Linked DNA regions of Capra hircus: region 2 is linked to region 1. The links are chromatin contacts, called in public Hi-C maps. All regions are on one chromosome and are shown on one strand. The core of a region is the stretch at or near the end of the contact, and the rest is flanking DNA. Distances in the headings are between cores, read along the strand shown.

The links. Hi-C and Micro-C count contacts between places; a contact is called where the count stands out from the background.
Region 2: a Hi-C map of blood shows a contact between it and region 1, with 4 times the contacts expected there. The contact joins two enhancer-like sites. A contact is called at or near these places in 3 of 5 Hi-C or Micro-C datasets (blood and liver).

The regions. Positions count from the first base shown.
Region 1 is chr5:96,106,014-96,113,160 of ARS1.2, reverse strand. It overlaps MANSC1 (MANSC domain-containing protein 1), which reads right to left. Exons shown (of 4, transcript XM_005680822.3): 4 at 3,109-4,449. The coding sequence ends at 3,572. Among named protein-coding and RNA genes, the nearest start is that of MANSC1, 24 kb to the right of the region's middle. Within about 2 kb of position 3,975, at least 1 of the 5 cell types and tissues checked has an H3K27ac peak or open chromatin away from gene starts, as enhancers often do.
Region 2 is chr5:96,357,162-96,364,308 of ARS1.2, reverse strand. It overlaps BCL2L14 (apoptosis facilitator Bcl-2-like protein 14), which reads left to right. Exons shown (of 7, transcript XM_005680826.3): 3 at 1,436-1,600; 4 at 2,496-2,603; 5 at 4,143-4,210; 6 at 6,403-6,669. Among named protein-coding and RNA genes, the nearest start is that of BCL2L14, 15 kb to the left of the region's middle. Within about 2 kb of position 4,213, at least 1 of the 5 cell types and tissues checked has an H3K27ac peak or open chromatin away from gene starts, as enhancers often do.

The DNA of each region.
Region 1 (7,147 bases), core at 2,726-5,225:
GGAGGGGTGGGGAAAGAATCTGGCACTTCCAACCAATAAACAAATGAGGCAAAAGTGGAGCTGGGCTGCCTGCTGCAAGGAAAATCCACAGTGCCCCCCACAGTCTGGAAGCCAAAGATTTCAAGGCTGCCTCACTCAGGCCAGGGGGAACTGAGAAATAAGAACATAGGGGTATTCATCCAGAGTCAATAAGCTTCATAGGCTTTATCCTTCAGGTTTATCCTTTATTCCTTTATCCTCTTTTAGCTTTCTTTTTAAAATAATTGTTGCTTGTTTATTTATGGCTGTGCTGGGTCTTCGTTGCTATGTTTATTTATTTATGGCTGTGCTGGGTCTTCGTTGCTACGTGGACCTTTCCCCAGCTGTGGCGAGTGGGGACTACTCTCTGCTTGTGGAATGTGGGCTCCTCACTGTAGCGGCTTCTCTTGTTGCAAAGCATGAGCTCTAGGATGCCCAGGCTTCAGCAGCTGGGCTCCAGCGCACAGGCTGAGTAGTCATGGTGCACCAGATTAGTTGCTGCGTGGCATGCGGGATCTTTCCAGACTAGGGATGGAACCCAGGACCCCTGCATTGGCAGGTGGGTTCTTACCACCGAGCCACCAGAAAAGCCCTGGTCGTTCGCTTTTGTGAGTTTGCTTTTTAACCTAGGTGAGTCACTTGAGGAAATATGGAGAGAGGATATCTTTGAGCTGGGGGACTTTCCTAGTCTTCTCATCTGTTCTAGGCTGTCACTTTCCTTCGTTTGAACCAAAAGAAGAGGTAAATAAATTTAGTTCACTAAATTTAGCTTGGATAGGCCAGTCACTCTGAAAGGTATTTCCAAGGAAAGAGATGCAGGCTTTTCCCCTCTTTGACTGCCCAGTGCAGCATCTCACCCACAGTGATGGGCTAATAAGCAGAGAATGATGTCAGAAGAGCTATTCTTTCTCCCAGGAAAGCACGTCTCAGCTCAGCAGTTCCCCTACAGTCCGAACCCTCACAGTCACAACCAGAGGTGTGGCCCATAGCATCTCTTGTCCAGGTTCCCAATTCAGGTTCTCCATCACAAGAAAGACTGCAAGCTGGGTGGAGAACTGCAGAAGAACCAGGAGGAGGCCTTTATAAAAGCCATCGAAAGCCTTATTTTCACTACCCAATTCTGTTAACAAAAAGAGAAACGTTCAAATTCCAAGGCACTTAGTTACTAATCTGATTCTAGTGTACATGTGGATATTCAATAAATACTTGTTAAATTAAATTGAGTCAAGGTTTTATTTATTCAACCTACTTAAAGCTTATGTAAACCCCTTGGAGATTTGTGTCAAGCTGTTAAGTTGGAAAATATATGAAAAGTAGTATTTTCAATAGGCCAGCTTTCCTCTTAATGAGCTTTATGAGCTTAGTGTAAACCAGGAAGGAGGGGGAGGGGGTACCAGGCAAGGGGATGGGAAGCAGGGAGGAGAAAAGCCAAGCCTGCTTCTGTCTTTGTCTACATTTGCCTTCCTGGGCTCTACTTATTAACCAGCTACTGCCCTCTAGCGGTCACTGTATAAATTCTTACATGAATCCCACTTTTAACTGACGACACCCTGACGACACCAGGAAGGGACCAAAATCTCTTGCTTTGCAAGGTAGTAAATTAAAGTTCAGAGAGGTGAGGTGTCAAAGTGACCCAGGCAGCCTCCTGGATTCCAGGTTACCCCGGTTTCACTTCAGACGCTGTCATAACTAATCAATAAAAATTGCAGCATACTAATCAAAGGTCCGTAAAGTCAAAGCTATAATTTTTCCAGTAATCATGTGTGGATGTGAGAGCTGGAGCATAAAGAAGAGAGCCAAGGAATTCATGCTTTCAGACTGTGGTGCTGAAGAAGACTCTTGAGAGTCCCTTGGACTGCAAGGAGATCCAACCAGTCGACGCTAAAGGAAATCAACCCTGAATATTCACTGGAAGGACTATTGCTGAAGCTGAAGCTCCAATACTTGGGCCACCTGAAGTGAAGGGCTGACTTGTTGGAAAAGACCCTGATGCTGGGAAAGATAGATTGAAGGCAAAAGGAGAAGGGGAAGATGAGATGGTTAGATAGCATCACCGACTCAATGGACGTGAATTTGAGCAAACTCCAGGAGCTAGCTGAGGACAGAGAAGCCTGGTATGCTATAGTCCACGGGTTCACAAAAGAGTCCGATATGACTTAGCAACTGAACAACAATAAAATCATTCAATAATGCAGGCAGACCTCAGAGATGCTCTGGGTTCGGTACCAGATCACTGCGGTAAAGTGACTACGGCAAGAAAGTGAGTCACACAAATTCTTTTGTTTCCCAAAGCCTACAGTTATGTTTACACCATACTGAGTACTAAGTGCAATAGCACTGTCTTAAAAAAAAAAGTATACACCTTAATATTAAAATATTGCTAAAAGAATGCTAATCATCATCTGAGCCTTCAGCAATTCATAGCAGTAATATCAAAGATCATTAATTACAGATCCTGAGAACCAATACAATAATTATGAAAAAGCCCGAAATATCATGAGAATTAACAAAAATGTGACACAGAAACAGGAACTGAATGAATGCTGTTGAAAAATGGTGCCCACAGACTTGCTTGAAGCAGGGTTGTCATAAATCTTCAATTTGCAAAAAATGCAGTGTGCAGTGTGCACACTGCAACGTGGGATAAAGTGAAGAACAATAAAATGGGGAATGCCTGTCATTTTAAGTGTTATCTGTTATTTCCATTGTTATTCCAAATAAGGCCAAAATTGACTATTGGTCCAGTTTAGATAAGGAATTATAAATCATACTGTTACATTTTAAACTTACTTAAGTTTAGAAAATGCCTGTGTATTTTATTTCTTTGAAAAAAAAAAAAAAAAAGTTAGCTAGAACAGACCCAAAGTAGATTTGGCCATGTATCAGAACTCACTTATCATTGTCTCCATGCAGGCTAATATTCTGCTAGAATTCTCCCTAAGGACACCCTTTTGCTCACTGATGGGAAAAGGCGAGGGGGAGGGGGTTGTCATTTTAACTTAGAACACATATTTTCATCATTTAATCATTTTGCTGGTGGGAATAAATTTAAAGTTATCCAACGGGATGTGTCATTTACAGGAACATTACTGAGTACCAAAAGATTTATTCAAATACTTAATTGGAAGGAACTACATCTGGAATAAGTTTTATTGGAATTCTTATAAAAAGGAAAGTAAATCCATTAGAATTAATATCATACACAGTCAACTTTATCGGGAACCAGAAACATTAGTGAAATGGAGCCTAGGAATCCTAACCCTTTTTCTCTGTAAAAAAGCCAGTCGCTTTCCAATTTATGTGGCAATTATTCTTTATTGCTTTAGGGAGAGCTTTGTTTTCATCTAATGGTTTAGAGACAGATCACTCAGGCCACCCCATTTGTTTCTTTGCCCCCTTTCTCTCTAAAGAACAAGCAAAAAGAACGCAGTAAGAGGCATCTGCCTGTCTTCAAAACACTTGAAAAATCCTGCGAAGATCAGTAAGTCCCCAGAAACTTGCTGCAGTGAGGCTAGCAGTAACTACACGAATTAAGAGACAGCTATTGTTCTCTTTAGATGTCAACATAGATGCCATTGATTAAATAATCTAACCTCGAGTAACGTCTTCTGCGGAGGGATTCTAGGAGCATTCTGCCCAACAGGGCCAGGCCTATGGCAAGAAAGAGGACCCCGAAGAGCACAGTCCCAATCAGGAGCCACTGCTCAATGGTAAGGCCTTGCTGGGTTCCTGGGGCATTGCTCAGGGAGGGGTCGCCTGCACTGGCCTTCCCATTCTCTTGGGAAGCTGTCATATTTGTAGCAGGAGAATCCACATTTGACAAAGGAAATGTAACAGACTCCCCGGCATCCTCCGCGCTCCAAGTCAGATTGGCGATGTCTCGAAAGGGCACCGTGGTGGGTGGGCCTCGTGAGTCCGTGGATGCCCTGGAGAGGGAAGTCGAAACTGCAGTTGTGGTCGTGCTAGTGATCGTGGCTATGGCTGGGGCGGAGGTGGCTCTCCGAGGCTGCCAAGTCAGAGGTGGCATCACTGCCGTGTTGGTGGCAGGGAGGGATGCAGAGAGAGACTTCGGAGTGGCCAGGATGGTGTGCAGAGAAGACACCGCCATTGTAGAGGGGAATGCTGTCACGTTTTCAGGCAGCAGATTAGCTATTGCTGGTCCTGAGGAAGACTGTGACGTCTGAGAGTGGCCTTCTTCTTTATAATCAGATGACGGTGGACTCTCCAGATCAATCTTGAGTAGTTTCTCCAAGTGATCCGAGGATCCAGACGTCTGAGAAAATGAATCTCTCCATAAGACCGTGGGCTCTGAGTCACCGGTTGGAGGCTGGGGAGTGACAGTGATGGCATGGGAAGATCCACCAGAGAAGATGGAGCTTTCCTGGGCTACCCCTGGGCTTGGCAAATCAGTTCTGGCCAAAGATGGGAAATCTGAAAATGGAAAGAAAATAATAAGAAGACTTCGACATTTTCATATGAAGGGAGGACAGAAGGGACAAATGTCATCAGCTTATTCAATAAGACCTCAGACTATTGCTACCTGGTATTTCATGGTATGTGCATGGGGGCTAAGTCACTTCAGTCGTACCAGACTCTTTGTGACCCTATGGGCTGTAGCCCGTCAGGCTCCTCTGTCCATGGGATTCTCCAGGCAAGAATACTGGGGTGGGTTGCCATGCCCTCCTCCAGGGGATCTTTCAGATCCAGGGATCAAACCTGAGGCTTCTGCATTGCAGGTGGATTTTTTACCACCGAGCAGTCAGGGAAGCCCAGTATTTCATGGTGCAAGGACCTGGCCTCTCCTGCAGAAGCTCTGGTTTATTTTTAGAGTGATGGCACACAGGTTGATTTCTAGAGTGATGGCACCTTCCTTCTAGAGGAAGGAGGAGGTGGGAGGGGCCAGCAAAGATGCTAAGAGGAGTTCAGTGGGGGCAGCAAGGGCTTCCCAGGTGGCACAGCAGTAAAGAATCTGCCTGCAATGCAGGAGACAGGGGTTCAGTCTCTGGGTCAGGAAGATCCCCTAGAGGAGGAAATAGCAACCCACTCCAGTATTCTTGCTTGGATCTTAGTTCTCCAGCCAGGAATGGAACCCATATCCCTAAGTGTGAAGTCTTGCTCACTGGACCACCAGTGATCGTTTTGACTCTTGAAGATTAAAATTATATAGCCAGTATCTCAGGTTCTGAAGACGATGGACCAGTATCTGAAGTCATGCTGGCCATGTGACTGACATAAAAAGCAGACAATCACAGTCCCAACTCCTGCAGAGGAGGAACTAGCCTCAGATGCTCCTCCTGCTTGAGAAAGGTTAGAATTTTGCTCTTTGTCACACATGCTGTTTATGAAAACTCAAACTGAAAAGGCCAGTTAAAGCAATCTGGGGCAGGGAAAGGCCAGTTGAATTGCACCATATTATTCTGCTACTTAGGATTTCCCAGGTGGCATTAGTGATAAAGAACTCGCCTGCCATTGGAGGAGACATGAGACTTCGGTTCCTGGGTTGGGAAGATCCCCTGGAGGAAGGCATGGCAACCCACTCCAGTATTCTTGCCTAGAGAATTCCATGGATACAGAAGCCTGGCAGGCTACAGTCCATAGGGTTGCAAAGTTGTGCACACAACAGAGGCAACTTAGCATGTGCTCACTCTGCTACTGGGCTAATCATTACACTTCAGTAAGAACTGCAGAAACACAAGGAAGGAAGCAAAGGAATTTTCTAGAATTCACTGGTTCATTCTCCTCTGTTCTCTTTCCCCTCTTCAACTTCCCTCAATACCAATTCTAAACTCCTCACTCTCCTCTCTCCTAACAAATAGATCCAGAGGCACATTCACACTTGTGACATCTTTGACTACTCTCTAAACGTCACCATTTGAGGTCCTTTAGAACTGTCACTTATTAATGCATCTAGGACAGGGGTCAGCAAATTATGGCCTGAGAGCCAAAAAAGCCTGCCATCTCTCTCTCTCTAGTTTTTTTTTTTATTGATTTGCCTGCGCTGGGTCTTAGTTGCAGCAATTTGGGGTCTTCAGTTGCAGCACTCGAAATCTTAGTTGCAGCATGTTGGATCTAGTTCCCTGACAGGGATCAAACCCAGGCCCCCTGCATTGGAATTGCAGAGTCTTAGCCACTGGACCACCAGAGAAGTCCCTGCCACCTCTCTTTATAAGGCTTGCAAGCTAAGAATGGCTTCTACATTCTGAAATGATTGAAAAAAAAAATCAAAAAGGATATTTTGTAACACATGAAAATTATATGAAATTTACATTTCAGTTTCCATAAATAAAGTTTTATTGGCACGCAAGCATGCTCATTTGTTTACATATTGTCTATGGCTGTCTCTACTACAAGGACAGAGGTGAGGATGTCTGACAGATTGCATATGGCCCACTGAGCCTAAAAGACTTGCCTGAAAAGCCTAAAACACTTATTATTTGGCCCCTGACAGAAAAAAGTTTGTGGGCACCTGCTCTGGGACACTCTCAAATAGAATGCTGATGCCTGAAATTCTTCCAACAAAGCTGAAGAAAAGAGTTTCTGCTGCAGGTGATATGACATTGGCAGGCATAGTGTCACCGTGAGATAAACAGCATCTGTATTTTTAGGCTGTGTCAGATATTTTTAAAAAGAGCAGGACTCATCATATTTCACTTTAAAATTAAAAAAAAAAAAAGGCTAAGTAAATGCTCTGTGATGTATGTGAACTCAGAAGTTAAGCCCATTGACAAGAATGACCAAAACAGCTGTTTCCTTTCTCAAGAATGCAAGGTTATAAATAAAACAAAGCGAGGGCTAGTCCCATTTCTTGATAAGATTCATCTATTGGCTAAGGTCCTAGAACCACGCTGGGATCCTCCACACCTGTTCCATTTACCTCACCCTCTGATGTTTGCCATTGGGGTGTGGTGTTTTCTCTCAGTCACATAGACATGAGCTACAGAAGGTGCTGGGAAACAGCCCTGTGTATTCAGCCCGTCTTTTGAGTTTCATATGCGAGCGACTTGACTAGATAAAACAATTTAAGTATTGACTATTAACGTGGAGACCAGCTGAGCCAACAGACTCTCAGTTTATTCTATTTCTGAATTCCCCTATTCTAGTCTATTCTAGTCCTTGGTGGCATGACAGA
Region 2 (7,147 bases), core at 2,964-5,463, 250 kb before region 1:
CTTGCCACCTCCTTGCGTGGGTGGCTAGCATTCACAAGGCGGCTGGTTGGGCTGCAGTAAGGTGATTTAAAAGTGGAAAAGTCTTTTTGGTTGGATTGTTGTTAAACGGAAAGGAAAAGCATTGATCCTCCACTCCTTGACCTCTCCAGTTTTTCTCTCTCTAATCCACTGCTGATCTGTTTTTGAACCCAATGGAGCACCATGATAAATGTGGCTTTTTAAGGAAGCCATTATGCCTTCTTTTTAAAAGGAACGCATTGTGGACAGGGCATCAGTGGCCTGTCAGTGAACACCGGGAGGGTGATGAGAGAATCTGGGGAAAGAGAATCAGACATCACCTGGCAGCTCCTCAGGAGGTCACTCCCAGCTCTTCACATGACACCCACACCTTGCCTTGCTCATCTATCCTGATTGACAAAGTCTGGGAGTTCCTCTGGGCACACTGACCCTCTGGCCCAAACCTGTTACTGTCAACAAGTCTTATGAATTAAATACTGTTGTTCTTAAACATTACATGATACGACTGCTCCATATCAAAGGCAGAGCTTGTACAAGCTTCTACGTGTTAAGAACGTAGTGACAGATTAACAATGGAATTTTACTCCCAAATAACTCAGTAATACTGCCTGCCCTCCTGCCCTAACCCCGTCCTCCCCCAGGGGCCAAGTCAACTTGTCCTTCACAGGCCATGACATTCGGGGCCAGAGCCATTTAAACCGTCATGTCCCCAGATGCTTTACTCTCCAGTTACGTGTGCAAACGCTTGACATAAGTCTTTTCTCGGATTGTAAATTCTTGAGGGTCATGGGTTAGATTTTATGCATCCTTGTTTACCTATCCACATTTTCTGCATGTTTCCCAGCAGGCGTGGAGGCAGGGAAGACGACACATGACCATACCAGCAAGGGGGGTTAGTGTTTCCTTGATAATGGACTTGAGTCAGGAATACAGCCCAAGAGAAGGGATATTTCTCTCTCCTCAGTGACCAGCCCCCAAAGGCTTGTCACACTGCTGAATGCCTTCCGAAGTGCATAGGGGCCAGCTCTCCGAGATATAAAGGATGCCCCAAAAAAGAATAAAAATAAAAGCGTAATGAGCGTTCCCTCAAGCAAAGAACTAAGCACTGCCTTTTGTGTTGCAAAGGGGCAAGGGGACCCTAATTTTGCAAGACTTCCAAAAGAGGGTGCAGAGGGATAATTGTTTCAAGGTGGCAATCATTCCTGCGCGCCCCTCCCCCATCCCAGCCTCTGCCAGGCAACTGCCCAGGCTTTCTGAAGAATGCCACCACCTCCCCCCAAAACGCACACTCCTGCACGGCCCCAGGCCATTTCCTTTCCTTCTAGGCCCGGTGTTTTCATTTCGGGCAACCGTGCATACCAATGAGCCAGACAAAGTTCTGGGAAGGGCCTGTCAGCACCGTTTTGTCTTCTTTCAGCCACGGACCCCAGAGTCGCTTCCATTGCCAACCGAGTCGCTGAAATCGTTTATTCCTGGCCGCCGCCAGAAGAGCTCCACAGCCAGGGAGGAGGCTTCACGTCCAAAGAGGTTCTGGTATTTCAGGGTCCCAAAGAGCAGTCTGGAGCTGAAAGTACCAAGAAAGGTAAACTTCCCTTCTGAGCATTTGCCCCAGGGTGCGTGTTGGCCAAGCAGAGGTCCATGAGCTCGTATGTATTTATTCAGTTCAGGGCCCCGCCACTTAGGAATCTCTGCTGACCTGCACTCAGGGCACCACAAGCACACGCTGGAGGCACTGACCTTTAGCTGGAGAACCCAGCCCAAGCCAAGGGGAGTGCGCCAGCAGAGGGAAGCAGCATGCCAAGCTCACTGTTAAGTCCAAAGAAAAGTCTCCTATTGAGGGGCAGGAGGAGGTACAAAGCAAGTGCTCAATCTTGTTCACAGGTGGGGGGCGGCAGGGGGGGAATGCAGCATTAGATTTCACCATGTTAGCCACGCCCAAGGCCCAGTGTGCTCAAGCGAGTGCACAGGCTGTAGGTGGAGCATCCACCCAGGAGTTTACACTATTGCCTTGGGCTCCTGTGAAGAAGCAGGAGGCTTGTCAGGCACCAAGCCTAGAGGCAGACATGAAGCAGACCTGAGAAGCAGTGACCAGGCTGGGTCAATTGTCACCCAAACTGGAGCAGCAGGCAGGACTGTGGACCCCAACTGACCTGTAGGAATTCTAGATCTGAGGGAAAGGGAAGGTGAAGGTGTTAGTCGTTCAGTTGTGTCCAACTCTTTATGACTCCATGGACTGTACTCTGCCAGGCTCCTGTGTCCACTGGGTTTCCCAGGCAAAAAATACTGGAGTGGGTTGCCACACCCTCCTCCGGGGGATCGTCCCGACCCAGGGATGGAACCCACCTCTCCTGCATTGGCAGGCGATTCTTTACGGTCTGAGCTACCAGGGAAGCCCAGAGTTGAGAGAAACAGGACCAAGTGCCCGGGAAGAGGAGTTCAGTCTGCACTTCCCTGTGGTTCTCTTTCTTAAACTCCAGTGGACGATGAGGGGCCCAGCTGGCTCTTGAGTCTGCAGCGCATCAAGCGACAAGCCAGCAGGGGATTCTACGATCATGGCGGTGCCCTCCCACCCCAGAACCAGACTGGTGAGTGTGTCCACCCTTGCTGTCCTGCCAGGACCACAGACTGCCAAAGGGGCTCCGAGTGAGGAGCTGGGAGAGCAGGGACCCCCGGAGAGCTAAAAAAAAAAAAAAAAAAACCCAAAGTGTTCCTACTTTACTGCTATCTCACGTGTGTCTGGGCCACAAAAAGTGGTGACACGAAGCCAAGCCAAAGCTCAGGCCCCCATCCTCCAGCACGTGAGAAGCTGGGACTGCTGCTGCAGCATCTTTCCCCGAAAGAGGCAACAGAGTCAGATACAAACTACATATAGGCGGCAGAAGCACCCAGTCCTTCTTCTCCCAGGTGGCTTGGGTTTCAGGCTTCCTACCACGTTGCCCTTCACACGACCTCGTGGCAGGACTTTCCTGGCCTCTCCTCCCCTTCTCCTCTGGGACACACATGAGGACTTCATGACTTCAGAGACTATGCCACAAGGAAAACATGCTGTTCCCTCAGTAACAGGCTTGTCTCTGTTTGGATTCAACGCTATAGCAATGACTGTTTTCCTAATATTATCTCACTGTTAGCACGTTTGGAGACAAGGGAAAGCAGACTCCACCTTCCCTGTTCCAACACACACAGCACACACCAACTGGAGCCATCTCTGTCTCCATCTGCCATGTTAGCCTTTGGGGTGGGAGGACTTATTCATTGTATTTCCTTAGACTCTACCCTGTTGTAAAGACACAACATACAAAGTCCAGGTTTTAGTTAGATAAGTCCAATCTGAAAGATAATGTTAAAAAAAAAAAAGTAGGAAAACAGGTGGGTTTAGGAATGACTTTAATTCCCCAAATTCAGGAAGACTGTACCTTCCTCTTAGGAGGCCACAGTTTGGCTCTGAGTTTTCTAGCAGTTAACACAAAGGATGAATATGATCAAATAGGGGTTTATGGTATCTACATGGGAAAAGACCACCTGCTTAGGAAAAGCCCAAAGACCTGAGAGACATTTCTTCTAAGTATCAGGGGGGAAGGGACAGTTAGGGAATTACGGAGGGACATGTACACACTGCTATATTTAAAAATGGATAACCAACAAGGACCTACTGTATAGCACAGGGAACTCTGCTCAGCGTTATGTGGCAGCCTGGAACATAGGGGAGTTTAGGGGAGAATGGATACATGTATATGTACAACTGAGTTCCTTCACTCTCCACCTGAAACAATTACAATGTTGTTAATCGGCTATACCCCAATACAAAATAAAAGCTAAAAATTTTTTCTTTTAAGTATCATTAGAGATAAGCTCATGCATCTTCACCAGCATTCTTAGAGCAAATAAAGTGATGAGTTTCACGGTGAGAATCGGGGGACTAGGGGAGGAAAGAAGGGGATGGAGGAGAGGGTGTTCAGAATGCTTTGGGCATCATCAGAAGAGGTGAAGTAAGATTTACTTTGCTGGAAGTTACAAAGCGCATGGTCTTCCTCACTCCCTAACCAGGCTACAAGTTTGTCCCTGGAAACATACAAGATTTTTTTTTTTTTCTCTTGAAAGAAATAACTGTAATTTTCCCCTGACAGAAGACGACCAAATAATAGCCAGAATTGTTGAGCTGCTGAAATATTCGGGGGAGCAGTTGGAAAGAGAGGTAGGGAGCGTCTTGAACTAATGGGTTTTCTTTCTGTGTCCCCGCCCTGTACTGGGGAATGGAACTGGACTGATGGTTGTACTCCTTTTTCAAAGTTCTGGTTTCCACTTAAGTCCTAAATTTTATTTCCCTTGGAGTCAAAACTCTTCATGCTGGCAGGGTCTCAAAAATGAATCACTTTGGAAAACATAAGTAAACCTTCTGGAGCCTCCTCGGAATTTTTGGAAAGGAAAAAAGTCACCAATAAATTAAAATTCGCTGAATAGAATTATGAATCTAGTTCCCCATGTAACTGATCCTCAGGGAAGTTTAGACTCTTGTGTTTGCCCTGCAGCCTGAATATCTGTGTCCCAAAGCTGCTCCAAGTCTGGAGTGTTGTCTGAAATCTCCCCCTAGAACGGCCGGACTGTTCTCTCTCAGCAGTTTGGCCAGGGGACGGGTTAGCGTTACCTGGAGAATGCTGGGTTTCAGGCCAGTTAGAAGTTGAGACTGGTTATTCCCGTCAGGAACGTGCAAGGGTTGCCTTCAGGTAAGGTGGCAGCGGGCAGGCCCCCCTGTGGTCATGGCTTCTGAAGGCATCTCGTCTCTGTGTGTTACCCATGGCTGGCTATGAGGTCTCCTGCGTCTGGCCATCAGGAGATGGCCTGGGGACACACTCTTTTGTTTTGCAAGGATCCATGGGCAGGAAGCCAAGTCCGTGGGGCTCTGTAGGAGGGGTTAACAGCTCTAACTAGCCAGCCACCCACCCCAGTCCACCCCAGCGTGCTCGGTGGCTCCTCAATGCCCTTGTCAGAGGTGTCCCAGAGGATGGTGACCAGGATGGGGGAGGAATATGCAATGGTACAGAATGAGAAACATTGAGGAAACCAAGGCATCAGACCAAAGAAAAGAGGAGGAAATAGGAGAGTTTTGGGCCATAGTAGAGGGTGGTCAGGGGTGCAGAGGAAGCAGAAAACAGAACAGGGCATATGATGACCCTGTGTTTCTCTAGAACTAGCATCAGTGGACAGGAGTACAGGGCAAGTCATTTCTCCCCATTTGAAGGAGGAACCTTGTAGCTCTCAAGGCTGTCCACTGAGACTTCTCTGGTGGTCTAGCTGTTAAGACTCCATGCTCCCAATGCAGGGGACATGGGTTCAATCCCTGGTCAGGGAACTAAGATCCCATATGCTGTGCAGCATGGCAAAAAAAAAAAAAAAAAAAAAACCTGCCAAGGCAGTATTGTTCTTTTTCTAAGACCATGATATTCTAAAGGGAGGAAAGCTAAGAAATAAAACATTCAAGAGAGGAGTATAAGGTAAAATCAATTGAGTAGAACAATGGAAGGGAATCAATGGATTCAATTTTGTTTTTCTTTTCACATGAACTCAGGTAACTCATGAAGGTTTCCCTAATAACTCTGAGCTCTTGAAGCATCCTGGACACATGCTAACATTTCAAGAGCATTTCCTCCATGTTGGACACAAGGCCAAGTGTTTCAAAATTACCCTGGGTTTCCCTGGTAGCTCAGACGGTAAAGAGTCTGCCTGCAGTGTGGGAGACCCAGGTTCAATCCCTGGGTTGGGAAGATCCCTTGGAGAAGGAAATGGCAACCCACTCTAGTATTCTTGCCTGGAAAATCCCATGGATGGAGGAATCTGGCAGGTTACAGTCCATCAGGTTGCAAAGAGTCAGCCACAACAGAGCGACTTCACTTTCACTTTTTTCATAGGGGCTGTCGCCCCAGTTTAGAGATGACGTAACTGAAACTGAGAAGTTAAGTAATTTCGCCAAGATTGCACAGCTAATAATAAGTGGAGCAGGAGTTTGAGCCAAAACAGCGATTTCCAGGTTGTGGATTCTGCCCATTACACAACCTCTAACAAAGCACCTTTCACTGGGTTACAAGTGTCGGTGGCCTCTGAGCCCCTTGAGTGAGGATGCATCTTAATCGTTCACGGTACCTACCACCTGTCCTAAGTGCTAGGAAACATGTGTTGAATGTCCTGTGAATCGGCTGTTCAGTCTGTATTGGTTCCCACGGAAGGAAATCACAAAGAAAGTCCATGCCCTGTGGTCCTGCAGGATATGGTTCCGCATTTGAGATTAGAAACCAGGGTTTTCCACTGCGTGTTTCAGTTGTCCAGTGTTCAGCCGGAGAGTCTGCCTGCCCAGCCAAGGCTGACATATACTGTTTCTCCTCTCATACACAGTTGAAGAAAGATAAAGTTTTGATGGCCTGCTTCCTGGATGGGTTATCCTATCCTGTTGTCAAGACCATCACAGACCAGTTCCTAAGGGACGTGGATACCCGGGGAGAATCAGAGGTCAAAGCTCAGGGCTTTAAAGCTGCTCTTGCAATAGATGTCATAGCCAAGCTCACGACCATCGACAACCACCCCATGAACAGGGTGCTGGGTTTTGGAGCCAAGTACCTGAAAGAGAATTTCTCACCCTGGATCCAGCAGCATGGTGGATGGGTAAGTGCATTCTATCTAAAAATGAAATCTTCCCAGAACTCAGGGGGCACGGGACGGAAAGGGGTTTTTCTGGGGGTTGTTTTTTTAAGTGAAGGGAACACATCTTTGAAGCGGTTCTCATGGGTTTAGGACACTTGAGTGGCAAGAGATTTACCCCATTGATGGGAACATATTTTTAGTTATTATCTTCATTATCAATAAATATTTACTGAGCTCCCAAAGGGTATGTGGGGTATGTGAGTGAGAGGAGAGGGACTGGTCAGACAGAACAGGAAATGAAGAGATGCTGAGATATAAAATGTTTGGATAGATACAATTTCTGTTTTCACAAATTTTGCAGGCAACGGAAGTCTGGCAGTGAGACTAGGAGAAGTTCCTTATTCTCTCAGGGATGTGGGAATAATCTTTACACAGAGGTTCAGGGCTTATGACATTTTGTCATTGCTGTTGGGACCCAGACATTCTGACAGGGACATTT